Regions from separate parts of the Mus musculus genome. Here region 2 is linked to region 1. Evidence: chromatin contacts called from public Hi-C data. All regions are on one chromosome and are shown on one strand. Each heading gives the region's core, a stretch centred on a gene start, on an enhancer-like site or on the middle of the called end of the contact. The rest is flanking DNA. Distances are from core to core; before and after follow the strand shown. Region 1 has its middle 5.1 kb from the start of Snx16. Region 2 has its middle 320 kb from the start of Gm33551.

Evidence for each region. Hi-C and Micro-C count contacts between places; a contact is called where the count stands out from the background.
Region 2: a Hi-C map of adipose-derived mesenchymal stem cells shows a contact between it and region 1, with 4 times the contacts expected there. The contact joins two enhancer-like sites. A contact is called at or near these places in 2 of 39 promoter capture datasets (frontonasal cranial neural crest and stem cell-derived epiblast-like cells) and 1 of 484 Hi-C or Micro-C datasets (adipose-derived mesenchymal stem cells).

Annotation. Positions count from the first base shown.
Region 1 is chr3:10,442,319-10,448,108 of GRCm38.p6, reverse strand. No RefSeq gene overlaps it. Among named protein-coding and RNA genes, the nearest start is that of Snx16, 5.1 kb to the right of the region's middle. Within about 2 kb of position 1,283, at least 65 of the 459 cell types and tissues checked have an H3K27ac peak or open chromatin away from gene starts, as enhancers often do. A contact at or near this core is called in adipose-derived mesenchymal stem cells, where this site is marked.
Region 2 is chr3:11,170,932-11,176,747 of GRCm38.p6, reverse strand. No RefSeq gene overlaps it. Among named protein-coding and RNA genes, the nearest start is that of Gm33551, 320 kb to the right of the region's middle. Within about 2 kb of position 2,542, at least 25 of the 459 cell types and tissues checked have an H3K27ac peak or open chromatin away from gene starts, as enhancers often do. A contact at or near this core is called in adipose-derived mesenchymal stem cells, where this site is marked.

The DNA of each region.
Region 1 (5,790 bases), core at 34-2,533:
ATTCCTCTGGCTGATCCTGCACTGTATATGTATAGAAAGGAAGCTCGGAAGAGGCATCCGTCCCTCTGTGCTTGGGGAGTGTAATGAGTTGCTTCAAGCTCCCACTGCTTTGACTTCCCCCACCACAAAGGGCTGTACTCTGGAACTGTGAGCTAGAATAAACTTTCTCTTCCTTATGTTGTTTTTTAAATATGGTGTGTGTGTGTGTGTGTGTGTGTGTGTGTGTGTGTGTGTGTGTGTGTGAGATAAGTACCACAGCATGTGTTTGGAAGATCTCTCCTACCCTGTTGGTCCCAGGATGGAATTCAAGTTGCCAGGCTTCTCAGCAAGTGCTTTTACCCACTGAGACATCTTCCTGGCTGAGTTCCATATCCTTATGTCTGGATCCATGCCTATACCTATTTTTATAGTTGGGGTTATACCAATATCTATAGATAGGTAGATAGATGATAGATAGATAGATAGATAGATAGATAGATAGATAGATAGATAGATAGATAGATCCATATAGATATAGATATAGATAGATACCTCCATACCAATCTGTAGGTATTTCTATCTGCATAGGTCTATAAACAAGTGTGCCCATGCAGCTGCATAGATAATACTTTTATTAGTTTTATTGTAATGATAAAGTCATTAAAACATTGGCATTCAATAAATATTTGTTGGATGATTGAAAATAAGATCCTTGCAACATTTGAAGTTCTGCTTCAACGTTTTGTTAGGTGTTCTAGATTGCATTAATTATTGTAAAACTAATAAGAACAGAAAAGCCAGCATTAAACTTGCTCATCACTAGGAAATGTTTTACCTCAGGCAATTTCAGCTTCAGCAGCAGAGTAGACTTGAGGCTCAATGGTGCCACTAGAAACACTTGCCCTGCTTCCTGCTGTCACCCTGGTTCTGGCTCCATTTCAAAATTACTCTAGACAACAATCACAATCTGTATTCCTTCTCTGTGTGCCTCTGAGCATTGGGCTCTCCTCTTGGTCTTCCTCCTGACTTGTTTCTTCATATCACGATGAGACAAGCTCTGTCCAATTTAAGAAAAAAATGATATTTTTTTGTAAAGATACTAACTAGCTCATATAAGCTCTAGAAAGCTTGGGACAATATAGCCAGTAGCAACCTTTAAGAGAAACCTCAAAAGCATGAGTCCCTGTACCCCAGGTACTTAGTAAGCAAGCATCCTCAACGGCTCATCTAACCCAAAGTGCTTGCCTAAGAGGGAGTACAAGGCCTTGGGGATGTTTGGCCTGTGGGCTGAGACCTCTTGTGAGTCATAGGCCAGCAATGCCCTAGACACAAAGAGACTCAGAGAGTGGCTCCCAGTAAGGCCCACATAGAGGTTATTACAAGACCTTTTCACATGAGCCACCCACACGCAGCTCCCCTGAGAACAAAACTGAAAGGCTTGGCTCACTATTCTGTAATGCTTCAGGACTCCAGCTGAAGAGAAGGAAGCTTCTGCATAATCCCCCACCGCCCACTGCTCTACGGATCCTCCTCATCAGTGGGGTCGGGCAGTTCAGTTGGCAGCGCTCCAGTTTGCAGCTTCATCGGGGTTGAAGTCAAGAGACAACTGCATTTCTAATTTCAGTTAGGGCAAAGACTGCTTACTGTAGAGCTGTCAAGGCAAACGTGACTCAGGCAGCAGCAGTGACGCAGCTCATCCAACAACAGTGGCAGGAGCAATAGCCAGAGCAGGTGCCTGGGAGCATGGAATGCACCCCAGGGATGCATGCGGGGAAAGACTCCAGAAGGGAAACCTCAAAGGCAATGAGGATTCCTTAACAAGCACTGAGGATTTAGGAACAGCAGGTATTAAAGTTAAAGACCCCAGGTCTCAGGAGGCATGCAGACCACAATTGTGATTAGGGAAACACCTGTCATCTTCAGGAAATGGAAATGGAACTCAGAAGGAAAATAGAGGCTTTGCTAATTAGCTTTGCTTCTTTTCTCCTCCTAGGAAACACGTGACTGCTTTCCTGGAGGCTTGACCTGCAGATTTTTGCAGGTTGTTTTCTTATAGAGTTAAAATCTAAGCAGTTCAGGACCTTTGTTTTTTGTTTGTTTGTTTGTTTGTTTGTTTTGTTTTGTTTTGTTTCAGAAAGGTTTGAGTTGAAACTTCAATAGAGAACTCTTTCACTACCTCCACCATAATTACTATATTACTATGTGTATTAGTTAGGGTTCTCTAGAGTCACAGAACTTATGGATAGTCTCTATATAGTAAAGGAATTTATTGATGACTTACAGTCTGCAGTCCAATTCCCAACAATGGTTCAGTAGTAGCTATGAATGGAAGTCCAAGGATCTAGCAGTTACTCAGTCTCACACAGCAAGCAGGCGAAGGAGCAAGAGCAAGACTCCCTTCTTCCAATGTCCTTATATTGTCTCCAGCAGAAGGTTTAGCCGAGATTAAAGGTGTGTTCCACCACACCTTTAATCCCAGATGAAAGGTGAAGCCCATATTAAAGGTGTGTTCCACCACACCTTTAATCCCAGATGACCTTGAATTTGGAGATTTAAGCTTCTTGAAACCTTAGCCACTATGCCTCAAGATCTCCATACCAAGATCCAGATCAGAAACTTCTATCTCCCATCCTCCAGATAAGGGTCACTGGTGAGCCTTCCAATTCTGGATTGTAGTTCATTCCAAATATAGTCAAGTTGACAACCAGGAATAGCCACTACACTGTGTTTTATTATCTTCAAAGAATACAGGTCTAGATAAATTCTTAAAACTTATTTGTTGTATCTATTGACTATCCCTGAACATGTATCTACCAGAATACAATTTCCAAGAGCATATCTGGGCTTAGAGCAACGACTGCTACATATGGCAAGCACTCAACAAATATATTAAAATGTGGTTCCTCACAGAGCTGGCACCATTTTATATGCTCAAATGAAAATTCAGACATGGTGACAAATGCCTATAACCTGGCCCTTGGGAGATTACGGCAGAAAGATTTGAAGTTTGAGGACAGCCTGGGAGACCGACTCTCTCTCTCTCTCTCTCTCTCTCTCTCTCTCTCTCTCTCTCCACACACACACACACACACACACACACACGTATACACCCTCACTCACACAGGGGTCTGTAAAGTACCATCTCCAGTAACAATGCTGTCTAAGAAATTATCATGATAATTAAGGAAATTAATGCAATGTGCTCACTAGCTGTATTGAGGAAATCAATTCCTAACACATACATATCAAATCATCACATGACATACTTTAAATTATATAGTTTGTCAAGTATATCTCAGTAAAGCAGAGAGAGAGAGAGAGGGGAGAAAGAAGTCAACTAGAAGTCAATAGAGAAAAAACAAAAACACTCACTATTGTCCATGAAGCCAATACAGCAGTTCTCTGTAGAGGTTTCCAGTATCTGTTCTTTTAACATGTATGTAAGTACGTTATTACAGCTACTGTTCACACATTTTAAACCGAACAGCTTTGAGACTCCAGAAATGGCAGGAGGAGCTATAGTTCCTTTTGTCAGTATTAAGCCCTCTAAAAGCATAATCATTTCAGCTCTCGGAATAATTGTGTGGAGGATGAGTGCTGCCCCACATTGTAGTTGGAAAAGTGAAGGGGAACCTAACAAAAGCCTCCCTGCAGACAGGACGGTGACTCCTCTCAGATGAGCAAGTCTCAGTGTTGACAGCCATGCTGCCCTCCCTTCCAAGTCTTGGCTTCTCACCTGGCAGGATATTTTTAATCCCTGTTTGGGAAGATTGTCTTACAAACTAAGATGTTAAAAATGCTGACATTCTGAGGAACTTAGAGGTTTCGTTACTTAATCCTATGTCAGAAGCATTTCTCAAACCAACTTAAGACAAAGCCTAAAAAGTACTATAGAGTCTGACTCATCGGCTTTCTTATGTTTGGCTTCTTGGGTTCCCCTTTATTTTTGCTCTCCTGAGGCTTTTCATGGACCTTAGTGCTGCTAACTACGTTATGGTGATCATTTTGATATCAGTTCTGACTCCAAGTAACATCGATTCCAAGTCAGAACTTGCGAGTCTCCTGGCCCATCCAGGGGCTTACAGATTACTCCCAGGAATGAATGGCATTCGCTCTCCTCACCCACAGTCACTCCTGCTGTTGTTCTTATGGCTTCCGTATGTTTCTGCAAAACAAAATTCCACTGAAGAGGTGTGGGCGTTGGAATCACTAACCAGAAAGAAAAAAAGAAAACATTAAAATTTAATTCACTCATTTTCATTCATTTATTTGCTCAACTTGGCCCTACCAAACTTAGCCAGAAGTTCTGTTGATCAATGGAGAAGAAAACCCCACCTTTATTGACCTCAAGGTGTTTCCATTCTGGTCCAGAAAGGCAGATGCAGTGATAATCGCATCTGATAGGACAGGAATTGACAACCCACCCAGGAGGTTGTCAAAAGGAATGTGGGCACCGATGTAGGGGGACAGAAAATCACAGGCAAAAGCACTGTCAAATCATATAAAGAGAAAAAAATGTGAGAGATCAGAGCGGCAAATGATTGCTACAGTTGGACTTTCAGACACATTTTTCTATGGCAAGTCCCCAGGAGTAGCCAATTGATTGATTTAGCTAACTGTGAGCAATATAAGCATCATGAAGAAACTTATAGTCTCTGAAAAGTATTTCATTTTGCAAATTAGAACCAGAAACTAAAATGATCTTGGAAATAAAAGTGTGTATACCGGTCCAGCTATTAAAAAAAAAAAAACCTGAAATTATGGGATAGCTTATTTGGTGTTAGGAGATGTGGGCAGATAGATACCTAATGCATAACTCAGTCCCTGCGCATGATTGGGTAACCACAGATGACATAAGGTCAGTTTGCATTCCAAGCCAAGAACAAAAGGCTAACCGAGGGTGGCTTCCTTGATTCTATAGAGTAGGCATTCCATAGGAAGGCATTACTGATAAGGTCATAATCGGTGTAGTCTAAAAGACGATCTCTACGTCCAACTTCACCCCCAGAAAACCTTTCAGTTCCATTAGGCTGTCCCCTAACCCTCCCTCCACACCCGCACAAGCTGTGTCCTCTCTCAAGCTTGTTATGGAAATCCCCCAAATGTCGGACGCTAGTTGAAAATGTAGCAGAAAGAACTTCAAAGACAGCTAGAAAAGGATCGAGTGTATGAATTGGCTCTCAGAGCTCAAGAAAAGAGTCGGGATCCTTCTCGGCAAAACCGAGGCTTCTCATGGACCACACCCATCCTTTCTGCACCTGACTTGCAGGAAGAGATTTCCACACCGCAAGAAAAATAGTCAATGACAGCAGTCATGTCTGCCTTACACTCATCTCAAATGATTCTCGTTCCGAATGTAAGAAGCTGGAGAGCTCGCACATCCAGCCAGGGCCTCAGGTGTCAGGTTGCCATGCCTTGCTGACCTCCCAGCTCTCCCGGAGCTAGATCACCTGTGGTTCTTTCTCTAGACTCACAAGGTCATGGCACTGAGAAAATAGAGCACATGAGTACAGATCCTAAATAGCAAGATTACAGGAACGCCCCCTATGGAGTACAAGTGCGAATCACAGAATTAATTATTTTTAAATTTAATGGGGTCACTTCATGTTCGTTTTTTAATTGTAAATTACTGAGGAAGTGTTTTCCTGTATTATAAATATCATATTTCTATACAGAGTTATCGAAGTGATAAACTAATAATGTTCCCTTATGAACTACCACACTTTATTATCTGTGTAGGTTTATGTGTGGTGTATATGCTTGTATGAGTGTTCACACGTATGTAGTACATGAAGAGGTCTACATACTTGT
Region 2 (5,816 bases), core at 1,293-3,792, 730 kb before region 1:
AATCCTACTACAAAAGCCTATATTTAACAAAACTGGAAAATCTAGATGAAATGGACAATTTTCTAGACAGATACCAAATCCCAAAGTTAAATCAGGATCAAATAAACCATCTAAACAATCCCATATCTTCTAAAGAAAAGGAAGCAGTCATTAAGTTCTCCTAACAACAAAAAAATAAAATAAAATAAAATAAAATAAAATAAAAAATTAAATTAAATTAAAAAATAAAAGCGCAGGACCAGATGGTTTTAGTGCAGAGTTCTATCAGACGGTCAAAGAAGACCTAATACCAAAATTCTTCAAACTATTCCATAAAATAGAAACAGAGGAACACTATCCAATTCAGTGTGTGAAGCCACAGTTATGCTGAGTATTCTCCCTTGGAGATGGAATGCTTTCTGTCTCATCAGGAACTTTTCATAATTTCTTTTCATAGAGAACTTCGTAAGAGATTTTTTTTCTACTTCTATCATGTTTAATGTTCCAAAATAGTTTTTTTTTTAAATACTGGTTGAGTGTGTATTACTTTTAGCATCAGAATATATTGTGTATATTTAAGAGGTATTTAACTAATATGAATTATTTTGATGACTTAAAAATGTCAATACTGAGTTGTATATTTTAAAATTGGTTTTATTAGTTTAAGAAAAACAAAACAAAACAACAAAACAGCACAATCAAACTTCAGTCCACTGGGGGTAGGGAGGAGATCTAACTATTTGGAGAGATGGCTCAGCAGTTAAGAGTCCTCAGTGCTCTTCCAGAGGTCCTGACCTCAATTCCTAGCAAACACATGGTGGCTCACAACCATCTGTAATGGGATCTGATGCCCTCTTCTGATATGTCTGAAGACAGCTACAATGTATTCACCCACAAATATAAAATAAATATATCTATAAAAACAAATTTTAAAAATAAATTCTAACTATTCTGTGGTGACTGGGGTAGCTGGGGATCAAGACTGCAGTGACTGAGGTAGCTGGGGGATAAAGACTGCAGTGACTGGGGTAGCTGGGGATCAAGACTGCAGTGACTGGGGTAGCTGGGGATCAAGACTGCAGTGACTGGGGTAGCTGGGGATAAAGACTGCAGTGACTGAGGTAGCTGGGGGATAAAGACTGCAGTGACTGGGGTAGCTGGGGATCAAGACTGCAGTGACTGGGGTAGCTGGGGATCAAGACTGCAGTGACTGGAGTAGCTGGGGATAAAGACTGCAGTGACTGAGGTAGCTGGGGGATAAAGACTGCAGTGACTGGGGTAGCTGGGGATCAAGACTGCAGTGACTGGGGTAGCTGGGGATCAAGATTGCAGTGACTGGGGTAGCTGGGGATAAAGATTGCAGTGACTGGGGTAGCTGGGGATAAAGACTGCAGTGACTGGGGTAGCTGGGGATCAAGACTGCAGTGACTGGGGTAGCTGGGGGATAAAGACTGCAGTGACTGAGGTAGCTGGGGATAAAGACTGCAGTGACTGGGGTAGCTGGGGATAAAGACTGCAGTGACTGGGGTAGCTGGGGGATAAAGACTGCAGTGACTGGGGTAGCTGGGGGATAAAGACTGCAGTGACTGGGGTAGCTGGGGATAAAGATTGCAGTGACTGGGGTAGCTGGGGATAAAGACTGCAGTGACTGGGGTAGCTGGGGGATCAAGACCTTGCCTAGTTACCAAGCTTGATGACTTCAGTTTGAGCACCTGAACTCACTTGATTATAGTAGAAAACTGACTCTCGCAGGTTGTATCCTGATTTCTAAATGAGCACTGTCCTAGTTAGGGATACTTTGCTGTGATGAAGGGCCAGAACCAAAAGCAACTCCAGGAGCAAAGGGCTTATTTGGCTTACACTTCCACATCACTGATTATTATTGAAGGAAATCAGGACAAGAACTCAAGCATGGCAGGGTTGTGGAGATAGGTGCTGCTGCAGAGTCCATGGAGAGTGCTGCTTGATGGTTTGCTCCTCATAGCTTGCTCACTTTATTTTCTTTCTGACCTCCTCTCTTCTTTTTTTCTTCCTTTCTTTCTGTATTTTCTTATGATCCCAAATGAGGATTTATTGACATAAACAGTTGTAAAAAACACAGACTCATCATCATCAGTGCATGTATGTAGTCATTCCTCTTTACTTGCAGGCAAAAGCTAGAGATGAAAGTCAAGTCCTCCACCTTGGCTTAGTCCCTGTGATCACTGGGGGCTCTGGCTGATTGATATTGTTCTTCCTATGGCATTTCAAACCACTGCAACTCCTTCAGTCTTTTATCTAACTCCTCTATTGGGACCCCATGCTCAGTCCAATGGTTGGCTGCAAGCATCTACCTCTAAAACCTACTTTTAATAAGGATTCTGAAATGCTTGGACCTCCTTTCTAGCCCACTGTCCAAATGTAGGGGAGAAAAGATGGTAAAGAGGACAAGGGGACGTGGAACTGTTTAGAAGTAGCTCTTTGGGTCCATTCATATCTCTGTTTGTCAGGATATGAGCAGTCCAGTAAAGTAATGTCAGGATACCAACATGAATCAGCAGCTGAGTCACAATCTATCAGAAAGTGCCAGGCCTCCACGATGAGTCAGCAGGAGAGACCAAGACCAGCTCAGATACTTGGAGAAGTCCTCAGCTGAGGAAGAGTTGCAAGGCTAGCTGTGCAAGCACACCTTAACTGTCCATTGGGTCCTATTTATACTCTCCTTAAACATTACATGTCCTCACATGGATCCTGTCTTAGCAAAACCCTACATGAGTCTGTATCAGCAAAATACATGAGGCTGCATCACATGACAGAAACTTCCACTTCACCATACAAGCAAAATTTGCAGCTAAGTTTTCATTTCTCCTTCAGTTGTGTTGTTGTGGACTTAAAATCATACAAACATATATGTATACATATGATAAATTTGATAAATATGGACAGGATAATCTAAGTAATGACACATATAATAGATATGCTTAGTCATTAGTTAATATGTATAAATCCTAGAGAATAACCAGTACTAATATGAAGATATGTATATGAAGGAATACATGAAATTATCATTATTATTACCATCAGCACTATGTTAGGATTGCTGGCCAGGACAGAACTAAAGCACAAAGCTGTATATGGCATATTTGCTTGACAGAGGCTTACAGGAAGTCAAACTTAAACATCTCTGTTAAATCACTGTATCCAATAAATAATTCATCCTTTTAGAATTTATTCTTATTTAATGTCTGTTTATTCGATGTTTTCTTCCTCTCTTTTTATGAGCATATATTTTTGTCACCATATTCCTCAGCAGGCATATAGGAGAACGAATATGTACATGTCCCCTGTTCAGTTGTTTATATATTTGAGGAGTGTGAATGAGCACACATTATCACTTTAAGGGAAAAGTCAAATCTAGGCAATATTTTTATGAGTGTCAGTATTGTAATCAAGTGATTATTGTGCTTGAATTTTGTCCTCCAAGAACCATTAATATGGATTTAATGTGTGACCTTAAATCAAAGAATCAATAATTAATATTGAATCTCAATATTGTTTGACTAAAGATAATTATTTTTATTTCAGATTAGTAGCATATCTGTATAGAATTCTATTTTATACCTAACAGTGAATGCTTGAATTTTTGTTATTAGAGAGTGGCTACCATTCTGTGTTCCTTTGTACACTATCTTGTGGCAAAGCTTCATTCATAAACTATGTATAGTAAGAGATTAATAAGAACATCCATAAAGAAAAGCCACGTTTACTAAGTTGTAATGTAAGTTCTGTGAATATGGCCTCTCAAAATGCAGACTTTTTCATCAAATATTTGTGGAGCCTGGATGACCTCAGATATTGTAAGAATTAAAAGTGAAGCTGAGTGATTAGGGTAGTGTACCTACTCATCACTTTAAAAGATATTTTTCTAGCTAGGTACAGTGCCTACAGCACTTGAGATGTGAAAATATGAGAATGTAGAGTTTCTGGCTAGCCTTGGCTACATAGTATATTCCTAGTCAGCACAGGCTTCTTTTCTGAACTCTGTGTTCAAATAATGCAACTTAAAAAAATTTCCCCTTTCTATTTTTATTCCAATACTATTTTCTTCACTTTAATTATATTTCTGAGCCTCATTGTCTCTTGTTCAAATTATAGCAGTAATGTTTCTCTAATGTTTTTTCCTGTAATTGTAGAGCTCACAAAATTATTTATGAATATTTTCCCATATGTTAATATTTTAGCCTGATGACAAACTAAACAACTTTCATTAACTTTAAGGTTCTCCAATCCATTTCCTAAATCATAACTCATCAGAATTAGTTAGCCCCTAAATTTCATAAGACATACATTTTCTTACGTTAATTATTAATATGCAAAACAAACCCGAACTTTAAGTAAACATGCAATAATACAGAGAACAAGAGGAAAGAATATAATTTATATGATATTAAACTCCACATTTCTTTCCTAACTAATTACATACTTGGAATTGAACATCTGTAAAAGCCCTAATGATAAATAGTAGCCTATCCTAGAAGTGTACAATACACTATTCCATTCTTCATTTTTAACTGAATATTGTGACCAAAGAGGAAACTGAGGAGGGAGGCATGCATGTAAACAAAGGCTCCAATCCCTGAAGGACAATCCAATGAATATAAACATATTACTAAAGATACAGCGTACAGCAACATACATTGTTCTATTGCTTGCTGCTTTCATGCATGAGACAGTGGCAATTTTAACCATCCTTGGGAGTCTTTTTTCTCATTTTCAACAATTCATCTTTCCTTTCAGAAATAAATTTCCAAATAAAGACTTCCTCCAATTTCAAACAGACCATAGGTATGTAGTGTGACAGGATTCCGCAGGATTGCTGACATCTTGTTTCTAGCATTGATGCTTATGAGTTGATGTGATGAAAGGGATGTTGCGGTGTCATCCCTACTGATGAACACACAGTTAGTTATTCTGCAGGTCTCTATCTACTTTTAAACCCAATAGAAGGACATCCAAGGTTGTCATAAATTTAAATTTGATCTCATTAGCATTTAACTCATTATTCATTTTTATCTTTACTTCACAACTGAAATGCTTGTTATCTCCTGGCCAATCTATTACTTAGGCAATTTAAAGCTGTATATTCAAGTATTTCTTAAGGTCACTGACAAGGTTCTCTGGAATACAATTAAGCATGGTTGCCTTCTTTGGTATCAATTTGTTGGTGACTATATCCAGTCCTCAAGTCCTGTATCACCCATGAATTCGTCCCAACGATCATCGAGAATAATCCTAATCTAATGGTCAATCCCATTGCACACTTGCTTTGGGCAAGCCTTTACATTTTACCTTATGTAAATATCCTCTGGACTTTCAACCTGAAATTTGTTTTAGAATAATTCACCCTCAAAGTCACCTCTAAAGAAAAACCATGAAATGTATTCTGCTAAACATCTAGGTTCATGAATCACTTTTAATGGATCTGATTTCAGTCTTTCTCCTATCAATGTTGATTACTGCTATCAGCACACTGACTTCTAGTGAGAAACTGAGTCAGCCATCTCTTCAGTTCTCTTACATAATAAGTTCTTCTGTGTATGAGTTTAATATTAAGTCTTTAGATAAATTACGAAAGGGAATACTTATTTGGTAATTGTAACCATACTTGTGTCTCCTTTATTTTTTTTTAAAGTAAAACTATATGGTTTAAATATGTGTAATTGCAATCTATATGCTTAATGCAACAATGATCTCCAAGTGCCTCCCACCCAGGAAGAGCCTTTGACTGAGAAACCACAGCATTTGTCCACCGTAGATAGCATACACAAAACAATGTGTTAGGCTGTAGATTTATATCT